Linked DNA regions of Sus scrofa: region 1 is linked to region 2. The links are chromatin contacts, called in public HiChIP or PLAC-seq maps. All regions are on one chromosome and are shown on one strand. The core of a region is the stretch at or near the end of the contact, and the rest is flanking DNA. Distances in the headings are between cores, read along the strand shown. Region 1 overlaps MKNK2 (MAP kinase-interacting serine/threonine-protein kinase 2). Region 2 overlaps GNG7 (guanine nucleotide-binding protein G(I)/G(S)/G(O) subunit gamma-7).

Evidence for each region. HiChIP or PLAC-seq counts read pairs in DNA pulled down with a chosen protein or histone mark.
Region 1: an H3K27ac HiChIP or PLAC-seq map of alveolar macrophages shows a contact between it and region 2. The contact joins two enhancer-like sites. A contact is called at or near these places in 1 of 47 Hi-C or Micro-C datasets (heart right ventricle) and 1 of 2 datasets of contacts at active chromatin or transcription factors (alveolar macrophages).

Annotation. Positions count from the first base shown.
Region 1 is chr2:76,517,443-76,522,349 of Sscrofa11.1, reverse strand. MKNK2 (MAP kinase-interacting serine/threonine-protein kinase 2) reads right to left here. Exons shown (of 15, transcript XM_021084205.1): 9 at 4,617-4,721; 10 at 4,436-4,491; 11 at 4,254-4,349; 12 at 3,599-3,793; 13 at 2,547-2,711; 14 at 1,824-1,867; 15 at 1-1,478. The coding sequence ends at 926. Among named protein-coding and RNA genes, the nearest start is that of MKNK2, 9.6 kb to the right of the region's middle. Within about 2 kb of position 2,004, at least 48 of the 83 cell types and tissues checked have an H3K27ac peak or open chromatin away from gene starts, as enhancers often do. A contact at or near this core is called in alveolar macrophages, where this site is marked.
Region 2 is chr2:75,984,514-75,989,997 of Sscrofa11.1, reverse strand. The region is part of intron 2 of GNG7 (guanine nucleotide-binding protein G(I)/G(S)/G(O) subunit gamma-7); the gene reads right to left. Among named protein-coding and RNA genes, the nearest start is that of GNG7, 57 kb to the right of the region's middle. Within about 2 kb of position 4,182, at least 29 of the 83 cell types and tissues checked have an H3K27ac peak or open chromatin away from gene starts, as enhancers often do. A contact at or near this core is called in alveolar macrophages, where this site is marked.

The DNA of each region.
Region 1 (4,907 bases), core at 755-3,254, 530 kb before region 2:
GGCGGGCGGGGGCGGCGGCCCCCCACCAGCCACCACGGACTGCGACAATCTACGAGGCTGAGAGGGCCGCAGAGACCGCACCCGAGCCACCCCTCCCCCCCCACATTCAAGTATTTTTCAACAGGGAAGGGAAGCGAACCGCTGTCTTAAGAAACTAAGGAAATGGGCGAACAGCTAGAAGCCAGACGGCCGCGGGGCGCCCCGCTGGCAGAAGCACGTGTGCGGTAAAAAAGAAAGCCTGGATTGCATAGTGTCCCACCCGAGGGCGCAGGGCGTCAGAGTCTCCCCGGCCCCGCGGGTCACGCGACTTCTGACTCTGGCGCGGGCGGAGGGGGCGTGGCGGCCGCGGCCTTTCCTGAAGGCGGGCGGGGCAGAGACACCGCCCTTGGGGGTCGGGGGATTCTGAGACGCCCGGAGTAGGGGGCCGACAGAGCTTCCACGCCAGAGCCGGGGAGCGACCGGGCGTGACGTGGCCATGATCAGACTGAGCCCTGAGAAAAGGCACTCGGGTGCCCGGGTGGAGGGGGTCCGCGGGACCCCCCCGTTGGCTGACGGCCGCCTGTCTGGCCCCCCCACCTCCTCTAGCGCCACTCTCCCGGGTGGACTGTCCCCGGGGGGGCTAAGGGCCCCGGTCATTTGCAGCTTAAGGTCAGGATCCGAGGGAGCCCGGATTGTCAGTTAGCAGGGGGTCCAGTGGGCGGAGCCACCCCGCCCGCCCCCAGGTCCCCCTTTTACGACAGAGACCTGAGAAGCCCCTGCCCCCGCCCCGCTCCCAGGGTGTCTGTGGGGAGGGAAGAAGCTACCGTCTCGTCAAGGGAGGTGGGGGGCGACCCGTCCCTGAAAATACTGTGAGCGTGGGGAGGGGGACGCGCGGTCCGGCTCCCGCTCGCCCGCCCGGGAAGACGCCGCGCCCTCCTCTCCTGAGTCACGCGGGCGGCGGGGAGGGGCCTTCACAGTACCGGGCGCATCTGGGGCCGGGGCGGCGGGAGGGGGCCCACCCAGCCGCACGCCCTCCGTTCTCCTCCCCGGCGCCCGCTTTGCTTTTAACACCGTTAAGAGGGGGGAAAAATCTTTTTTTAAAGAAAGGGAACAGAAAAAAAGAAAAAAAACCCAACAGCAGAAACCTTATATAAAAAGACCCCCCGGAGCTGAGCTTAGCGCCTAGGAAGCCAGCTGGGGGGCGGGCAGCCCGCTGGTCACCCGCAGGCAATAGCTTAAAAAAATCTTTAGATCTGAAGGGGGTGGGGCGGCCTATGTACAGAGGGAAGGAGGGGGTCACGCGTGCTCTCCCACCAGGACCACGGGAGCGGCGGACAGGCTGGCACGCTGCCGCCGCTGGGCCAACTTGGACTGGGAGGGCGGGGAGAGCTGCAGGCAGCGTGAGGTAGCTCGGATGACCACGGGCTGGTCCTGCCCCGCCTCCTCGGCCGCGTCCTCTTCTCGCTGGGCCAGCTGCCGGTTCATGGCAATGGCCTCGGCTGCGAACGAGGTAAGGTCTTTGGCACAGCTGTTCCTGGGGACAGCGGGGGCGGGCGTGGGGATGGGTCACCAAATAGAGGGAGGTAGCCACCGTCCCCCTGCTTCCCTCGGGAGCCCTGGGGTCTGTGCAGTTCCTTGGGAGCGGGGCCCCAAGAGACCCTGGCCGCTGGGGGAAGGGGTCTAGAACCTCTGCTAAGGTCCCAAATCCGTCACCCAGTACAAGGACACCCAAGCACTTGAAGAGCTTCTCGCCACACGACTTAAGTTTTTTTTTTCTGTCTTCTTTAAACATCTTCACATGTGGCGCCCCCTCCTGGACCCGGGGTTTCCCACACGGGCCTTACCTCTGCAGGACCATGGGCGTGGGCAGCGTGTTCTCTGGGGCGCACTGCAAGGAGAAAAGAAAGGGCAGTCTGAATAGCAGAGCCTGGCCCGCCCTCTGGGGCGCCCAGCGGTCTGTGAGAGGGGCAAGAGTTAAAGCCCTGCACCTGCCCCGGAACTGAGCCAGGCTGGGGGGAAGGGAGGCGCAGCAGGAGCCCCGCCCTAGTGGGCGGGGCCTGAGTCTCACCAAAGCCACTCCCTCCAGATGGTTCCCAGCTGCGGAAAGGGGTTGGGAACCCCTTCCACCAGCCCATCCGCCTTGACAGTGGGGCCCTAGTGCCAGCTTGTACTTTTGGGTAAGGCCCCTGCCCTGCTGGCCTCCCTGCCTGGGATGGCAGCCCATCTGGGAGGCACCCACTGGGCAGAAGAAACATCTTTTCTTGGATTGGTGGGGACAAATCTCTGGACAGGGTTAGCAGGGCATGGATCTACCCTGGCTTGCTGCCCACCCTGCTACCTGGCTGACCTCAGCTTCATGCTGTTTGAGGCCTGAAGAGGCCCCAGTGCCTCCAGGACACAGGGCCTGGCAAATAGCTAAGAAGTAACTCCTGCAGTCCCCTGGCCCAGTCAGGGCAGGGGTCTTGATGCTGGGCTGCTGAAGGTTCTAGTACCCTTGCCCATCCACAGAGGCTGGATGGAGGTGAGTGGCCTCCCACGCCTCCCAGGGGATGCAGCTGGAGACTCACCCCCTGCACCCAGGGATGCTGCAGGACTTGGGCAGCGCTCAGCCTCCGCTTGGCATCACGGACGAGGAGCTTCGAGATGAGGTCTTTGGCAGCGAAGGAGATGTGGGCCCAGTCCTTCTCAGGAAACTCGTACTTACCCTCCTGAATGCTCTCAAACAGCATGTTCTGGAGAGGACACAGGAGAGAGGGGTCATTTCAGCCAGCAAGGGTGGAGGCCAGAACTGCTTAATGGGCAAGCCTGGACCCGGAGGAGCACTGCACGGGAACACAGGAAGTGAGTGACACTTCCATCAGGGCCCCCACAATCCACCACATTGAGTATGACCTGGGCCCAGGGAAAAGGGCCCTGGCTGCAACCCCCCAATACAGCAGGATGGACAGAGGGCTGAAAAGTGCCCTGAGATCAGCCAGCAAGACCAGTAGTTCTGGGGGGCCAAGGAAGGCAAGGACCCAGTGGTCTGGAAATGGCTGGTAGGCTGGACCAGAGTGGCTTCAGGGAGGAACTCGGTAGGTTCTGCCCAAATGGAGACCAATTTACAAGCCAGATTTTGGGGTCACTGGGCCGTGAACCCTGAGCCGCCTACAGTGCATAGAGGCTAGAACCTGATCACCCCAAATCATAGGCCTCACTCCTACTTCAACTCCCTGACCCAACTGCTTTCTCCAGGGGGGTGGGGAACCCAAAGAGTCTCTGGGAACCCAGGAAGGCCAGGCAGGCACTGCCCTATGGATGTCATCAGTGGTTAGAGGCCAAGCCCTAAAGGACTCTCAAGGGGTACACCCAGCAGGGCCTTGGGTGGGTGTAAGTGTGGACGTCCACAGGCCGGCCTTGGGGTGCACTGGACAGTCCTGGGGGATGCTCGGTCTAGGTCCACCAAGGTGAGGGGTAGCTCTCTGCATGGACGAGGCCTTTGGGGTGCACTGGGCAGGCAGAGGTGGGAGTTTACAGTCCAGGTCCCAGAGTGTGTGAGCGCGAGTGCACGCGTGTGCCTGCCTTGGCAGGCCTGGTGGGGTGCTCGGGTGAGGGGTGCACGGGAGGCCCCTACTCGCACCTGGCAGGCAGGGCAGGCCTCTCCGCGGTCCCAGCCGCAGTCGCTGCCGCAGTGGCCCACGAAGGGCGGGTAGCCGCTAAGCAGTATGTAGAGGATGACGCCCAGGCTCCAGAGGTCGCAGCGCTTGTCGTAGATGCTGGCTTCCTCGCTGAAGGCCTCCACCACCTCCGGGGCCATGTACTCAGCGGAACCGCACTGCGGGCGGGGGGCAGGGTGGGGCATTAGGGCCCGGCGGGGGTGGGAAGCGGCGGGAAGCAGCGTCCACAACTGGGACTTCCCTGAGACCGCAGCCAGACAGCCCCGCCAGACCAATCAGAGGCTGCCGAGGGGGCCCGCCTACCGGCCAATTAGAGGCTGCTGCTGGGTCAGCCCCGCCCCAACCCTCTGCCCCCGCCCAATCAACAGGTGATGGCAGCCCGCCCAGCCCCAAAGAGCCTGACCGCGGCCCCGCCCAGCCGCACCCCCTGGGCCAATCAGCCGCTGTTGCTAAGCGGAAGCCCAGCTCCAAGGCCCAAGCAGCCAAACAGGCTCCACACCTTCAGGTTACGCAATCACAGCCTGGGACTAGATCTGGGGCCATTTCAGTCGTTTGGCCCCTGTCAACACCTACTCCTCCCAGCCCCACTCGGAGCACCCTGACTCCGCAGGCCCTTACCGGTGTGAGCAGCTCCGGGGTGGAAATGGGGGAGCAGTCCCCGTTGAGTTTGATGCCACTGCCCAGGTCAAAGTCGCAGATCTTCACAGGGGAGACCTGGGAAGGGTGGCACGGGGCAGTGTGGGTAGCGGCCCCACCCTCTGGGGAAAGGAAAGCCATCCCCACCCCCAGGCGCCACTCACCTGGTTGGGGTGCTCACAGAGGATGTTTTCCGGCTTTAGATCCCTGTGGGCGATCCCTGCAAGGAGAACCAGGAACCACGAGGGAATGTCAGGGGCAAGTGGGCATGCCTTCCAGGAGTCCTGCACAGGTGGACTGGGAGCAAGGCTGGACACTCAGGGACCCCTGGGGCAGGCCGCTCACCTTTGTTGTGTAGAAAGTCCAGGGCGCTGGCCACATCCTGCACCACCACACTGGCTTCCAGCTCATTGAAGTGCCGCCGCTTGTGGATGTGGCTCAGGATGGAGCCTGGGGCCAAGCCACAGAGCAGAACACAGAGGGATCACCTCCACTGCCCAATGCCCAGCACCCACCCCACCCTGGCAGAGAAGCCACTACTCTGGCCTCCTTGGGCCCCAAGTCCTCCAGCGTGAGCTGGCGTGTGGACTCCACAAAGCCCCTGTGCTGTGCAGCTCCCCCTCTCCCCCAAAAGGC
Region 2 (5,484 bases), core at 2,933-5,432:
CTGTATTTGAAGACCTGGTCTTTAAAAAGGACATTAAGTAAAATGAAGCCTTGAGGGTGGGCCCTGAGCCAATGAGACCTGGGTCCTTATAAAGAGGGGATTAGGGCAGAGACCCGCACAGAGGGGAGACCACGTGAGGACATGGGGAGAAGGTGGCCATCGAGGCACCAGCCCTGCAGACATCTCGATCTGGGGCATCCAGCCTCTGGCACCGGGAGAGAATAAGCTCTGTTGTTTCAGGCCCTGGTCTGTGGTATTTGGTCATGGCAGCTAGAAAAGACTAGTTCAGTGACCTTATTTGGAAATAGGGTCTTGGCAGATGTAATTAAAGTAAGATGAGGTCACACCGGGATAGGATGGGCCTGAACCCAATGCTGCTGTCCTTATGAGAGGAGAGACACCCAGAGACACAGGGAAGAAGGCCATGTGATGCTGAGGCAGAGGTGGGGTGATGTCTCCACCAGCCCAGAAGTGCCTGGAGCCCCAGAAGCTGGAAGAGGCAGAAAGGACACTCCCCTGGAGCCTCTGGAGGGAGCACAGCCCTGTGACATCTTGGTCTCAGCCTTCTCGCCTCCAGGACTGTGGGAGAATAAACCTCTGTTGTTCAAAGCTGCCCAGTCTGGGGTCACAGGCTATGGTGGCCCCAGGACACTGCCACCCCCTTCCAGTGTCCCCTCCCCCCCTTTGACTGTCCATGGGGGAGCCAGGTCATCCCAGGCCACCTTTAAAACACCGCTCTGGTTAGCAGAAGGTCTCCTCTGCCCACCCTTGTCCTGCTTCTGTTCACTTTTTGTTGTTGCTGTTGACTTTTATCTTTGATGAGATATATCGGTCCACTTGGGCTGCCGTCACAGAACCCCAGACTCTACTCCTCACCATCCTCACCGTCCGGGAGGCTGGAAGCCCAGGATCAGGTGCCGGTGTGGCCGCTTTCTGGCCTGCAGATGGCCACCTGCTGCGACCTCACATGGCGGGGGGAGCTCTGGTTTTTTCACTTCCTTATAAGGACACTAACCCATCCTGGGGGCCCATCCCCATGACCTCACCTAACCCAAGTCAACTTTCAAGGCACCCATTTCCAAACACCATCCTGCAGGGGAGTTAGGGCCTCAGCATATGAACTTGGGGGGCAAAAATCTTCAGTCGATTATTATTATGTAGCATCCACTGTGTGCGGGCCAGGGGCCAGGCATGGGATGCATGAGGCCTCTGCGGCTCCGCAGCGCCTGGCAGGGGAGCTGGCCAGGAGCTGACACAGGCCTGCTGCCCTAACAGCACCCCCTCTCCCCAAGCCCTGGCTCCCTCTGAGCCACTCCTCTTAGTGGAAGTTTTCAAAGAACACGCAGCTTGGCCCTGCAAAAGTTAACGGCCACAGAGGATTCCTAGGATGCAGAGCACATCTAGGGAAAGACTCGGAAACCAGTGATGTCAGTCGTCACAGGAGGGAACGCCAAGAGCTGGGGGCACAGGTGGGAGGGAGATGCCATCTTCACAGGACACCATCTGCATTCTTGTACCATGGCATATTTATTTCTGCAAAAAGTCTATTTTTCTTCCTAGGGGCGCATGGCCCAAGTGAGGGTGGGCGAGGGAGAAGCCATGTATTGATTGGCCCGGCTCCCCTATTCTGCAGCTCAAACTGGGTTCCCTGCATTGCTGGGGGCAGACAGGCGGCTGGGGCCGAGGAGTCGAACCAGAACAAAAAAGTGTCTCATACCCCAAAGAACTGAAAGTGGGGTCTTAAACAGATAACTGAGCACTCGTGTTCATAACAGCATGATTCACAGCAACTAAAAGGTAGAAATAACCCAAGTGTCCATGGACAGATGATGGCTAAATAAATGTGGTCCAGCCATACAACAGAATATGATTCAGCCTTAAAAAAGAAGGAAATTCTGACGTTGCTCTAATGTGGATGGATCCTAAGGACATGATGCTCAGTGAGAGAAGCCAGACATGGAAGGACAAACACTGTCTGACTCCACTCCCAGGAGGTCCCTAGAGGAGTCAGAGCTACAGAGACAGGAAGGAGATGGTGGGGCAGGGGCTGGGGGAGGGGAGGGGGGAGTCAAGTTTCATGGGGACAGAGTTTCAGTTTGGGAAGGTGAGAAAGTTCTGGAGATGGATGGTGGTACAACAATGTGAATGCCACTCAATTATGCACTTAAAAATGGCTATTTAGGATGGTAAGTTTTATGCTATGTGTTTTTCAATGCACACACACACACCAAAAAGATGCCCCAAATGCTCATGGGAGCCTGAGTCTGTCCTGGGGGTGTGTGTGTGGGGAGCAATGCAGCCCGTGTACAAACATGGCAACCCTGGTGGCCCCACAACACAGGTGACGGTCCCCAGCTGGCACCTCTGCCCCCCAAGAGGTGGCTGAGCACATCAAAGTCCTGAGAAGGGCACAGGAACCAGGTCTGCAAACTTTCCTGTTAATTCTCAAGGATAGAGGAGGGGCAGGCGGGCAGGCAGGGGGACCCGGCACCTCTGCTCCCACCCCCAGCTCCTCGGGTGCTTACTGAGCTTGGACAAGTCCACTCCAAGGGCTGAGCTGTTCCTGCCCCAAGAACAGGAAGACAAGGTCAGCTCAGGACACAGAAGTACCGCCTCACTGCTGTCCTTCCTGGTGGACGCGGGGTGGGACCTGCAGAGGGTGCACTCTTGCTGGTCACCTCCCAGGGGAAAGTTCTGTCCCCATGGTTCTTTCAGTCAAGGGGAAGGGTCCTGGGGTGGGGAGCAGGGGCTCAGAGCTCCCCACCAACCTGCTGAAGGGCTTGGGGTCCCTCACTCAGGCCCAGGTTTCCATGGATACCAGGGAGGCTGGACGACCCCTGACACCTTCAGGAAGAAGGAAGGCAGAGACCAGAGGGGAGGGTCAGGGGCTCAGGCAGGAGAATTTCAAAGACAACAGGGTGATGTGACATGCTTCCTGTCCATCCAGAACCCTCACTGTGCCTCCTGGGGACACGGACGGCAGAACTGATAACCTCACCTCCTCTTGCAGCAGCCTTGGGCAGCAGGGCAGTCATCACCCCAATTTACTGAAGGGAAAGAGGGTGGGAGCAGATGCCTGCCTGAAGGGGGTCTCAGAGTGGGAGGTGCTGAGGTGGTGCTGCTTCCCGCAGGCCTGGCGCCAGTGGCCACCCCACCCTCAAACATTGTGGAAACAGCCCTGAAGCCTGCTGGGCCTTTCCCCATCACTGCTGGGGGTGATTGGGGCACCTCACCTTCTCTGTGGCTCAGTTTCCTAATGCAGAAAACCAGGAAATCAACTGATTGCTGCCATGGGTGGGATGGAACCCTCTATGGCTCCCTACTGCCCTCAGGATAAGATAGTCTCTGCCCAAGGCCTCCTTGCTCCCTCTGCTTCACCTTGCACCCTTGCCCACTGTCCTGGAAGCAGCTTCTGCTCCCAAGCACACACCCTCCCACCCCAGTCAGCTCCATGGCACCACCAACCTCAACTCAGACGTCACTTCCTCCAAGAAGGCCTCCCTGAAGCCTTGGGGGAGCACCTGCTGTTGCTCTCAGGCAGTGCTGTCACTATCAGCTCACTCAACCAGGGTCTCAGCTGGAGTGATTCTACTCCTCTCCCACCCCCCCACCCCCGAGCAGTTGGGGACACCTGTGGTTGTCATTAGTGGGAGGCTCCTGGCATTGAATGGGTGGGAGCAGGGATGCTGCTCCACCCCCCACGGTGCCTGGCCCCGTCCAGAAAATGACTGCTCCCTCCTACCCGGCCATCAGTGCCGAGGGGGCCAGCCGGCCCTGCCCCTCAGCATGGGGACAAGGGAGACTTGGTTGACGGTTCACCAAGGGGCCCGTGTGGGTGTGGCCCCATCCCCAGTCCCCAGCTGCCTCTCTTCCCACCTTCTCCGCATGCCTGTCCTCACTGGCAGCCCTGGCTCCCTGGTCAAGGACACCCACAGCTCGCAGCCCAGCTCTCCCTGCCTTCCAGCCGCTTGGCTTTGTGAGCCCAGCACCCAGGGGCCCTGGCTCCAAGCTCGCCTGTCATCAGGCAGAGCTCTCGAATCAGCTGGGACGTTAGTCAGGGAGCCAGGGACAGCATGTCCCATTCCAGGGGACTCACGAGCTGACCTCGGCCCTGGCCGCTGACTCAGCGAGGGAGCCCAGTGTGATCATCACTGCTTTCGGGGCGTGGTGAGTGCGCTCCCTGCAGGCCCCTATGTGTCATGAGTCCTGCTCACAGGCTCGCCTCTCCGCTGGGGAGGTCAGGTGAGGATTCCTCCCCAGCTCATTCCTTCCTTCTTTTGCTCACTTGCTAAACATCCGGCCGGCGGTTGGGCAAGATCCTTGACCTGAAGGAGCTTACGGTCCAGCCTGGGTAACAGATGCAGCTAATTAGAATGTCACAGAACAGTTACCGCGTGGCCCTGGGCCAGTTCCTCAGCCTCTCTCAGCTCCTAGTTTCTCTGTGAGACGGAGCTGGTGATCTCTAATTGGCAGGGTTGAGGTGAGTTTCAGAACGAGCACACCTGAAGGCAACCGGGTAGGTGTGTCAGTCAGCTACTGGTGTGTGACAAGATGCCACAAACGTAGGGTCAAAAACAACATCCTTGATCATCTCCTGGTTTCTGTGTTAGGAAAGAGGGTGTGGCTTAACTGGGTCCTCAAATCGGGGTCTCAAAAGCCTGAAATCGAGGGACTGGCTAGGTTGAGTTCTCCGCTGGGAACTCAGGGTCGCCTCCCAAGCTCATCTGTGTGGTTGGCAGAATCCACCTCCCCGCAGTGGTAGGACTTTTCCTGCTGGTTGTTGGGTGAGAGTAGCTCTCAGCTCCGAGGCTGCATGGCCTCATCCAGCTCATGATGTGGCTGTTTGCTTTCTTCAAGGCCAGTAGGAGAGTGTCTGCCACTACTCTGGTCTTTCTCCCTCTCGCTCTCTCTCTCTCTTTTTAATCTTTTTAGGTCTGCACTCACGACACATGGAGGCTTCCAGGCTAGGGGTCGAATTGGAGCTGTAGCTGCTGGCCTACACCATAGCTCACAGCAACGCCAGATCCTTAACCCACAGAGCGAGGCCAGGGATCGAACCTGCGTCCTCATGGATGCCAGTCAGATTCATTTCTGCTGAGCCACCATGGGAACTCCCCTCTCACTCTCTTTATTGTGATAAAAGGCATCTTGCCATCTTAAATATTTCTAAGTGCACAGCTCAGTGGCATTAGGCACATTCACAATGTCATGTGACCATCCCCACCATCATCTCCAGGACTTTCTCATCTTCCCGAATGGAAACTCTGTCCCCATGAAACACTGACTTGCCAGCCCCTCCCCCAGCCCCTGCCCCACCATCCACTTCCTGTGTCTATGGATCTGACGCCTCTAGACACGCTTCTGATCTCTTGGAAGGGCCCATCCCACCCAGATGGCCCCCCTTGTGATGAACTCTAAGGTCAACTGATTAAGGGTCTTCGTGACACCCGCCAAGTCCCTTTGGCCATATCACACCAGCCTAAC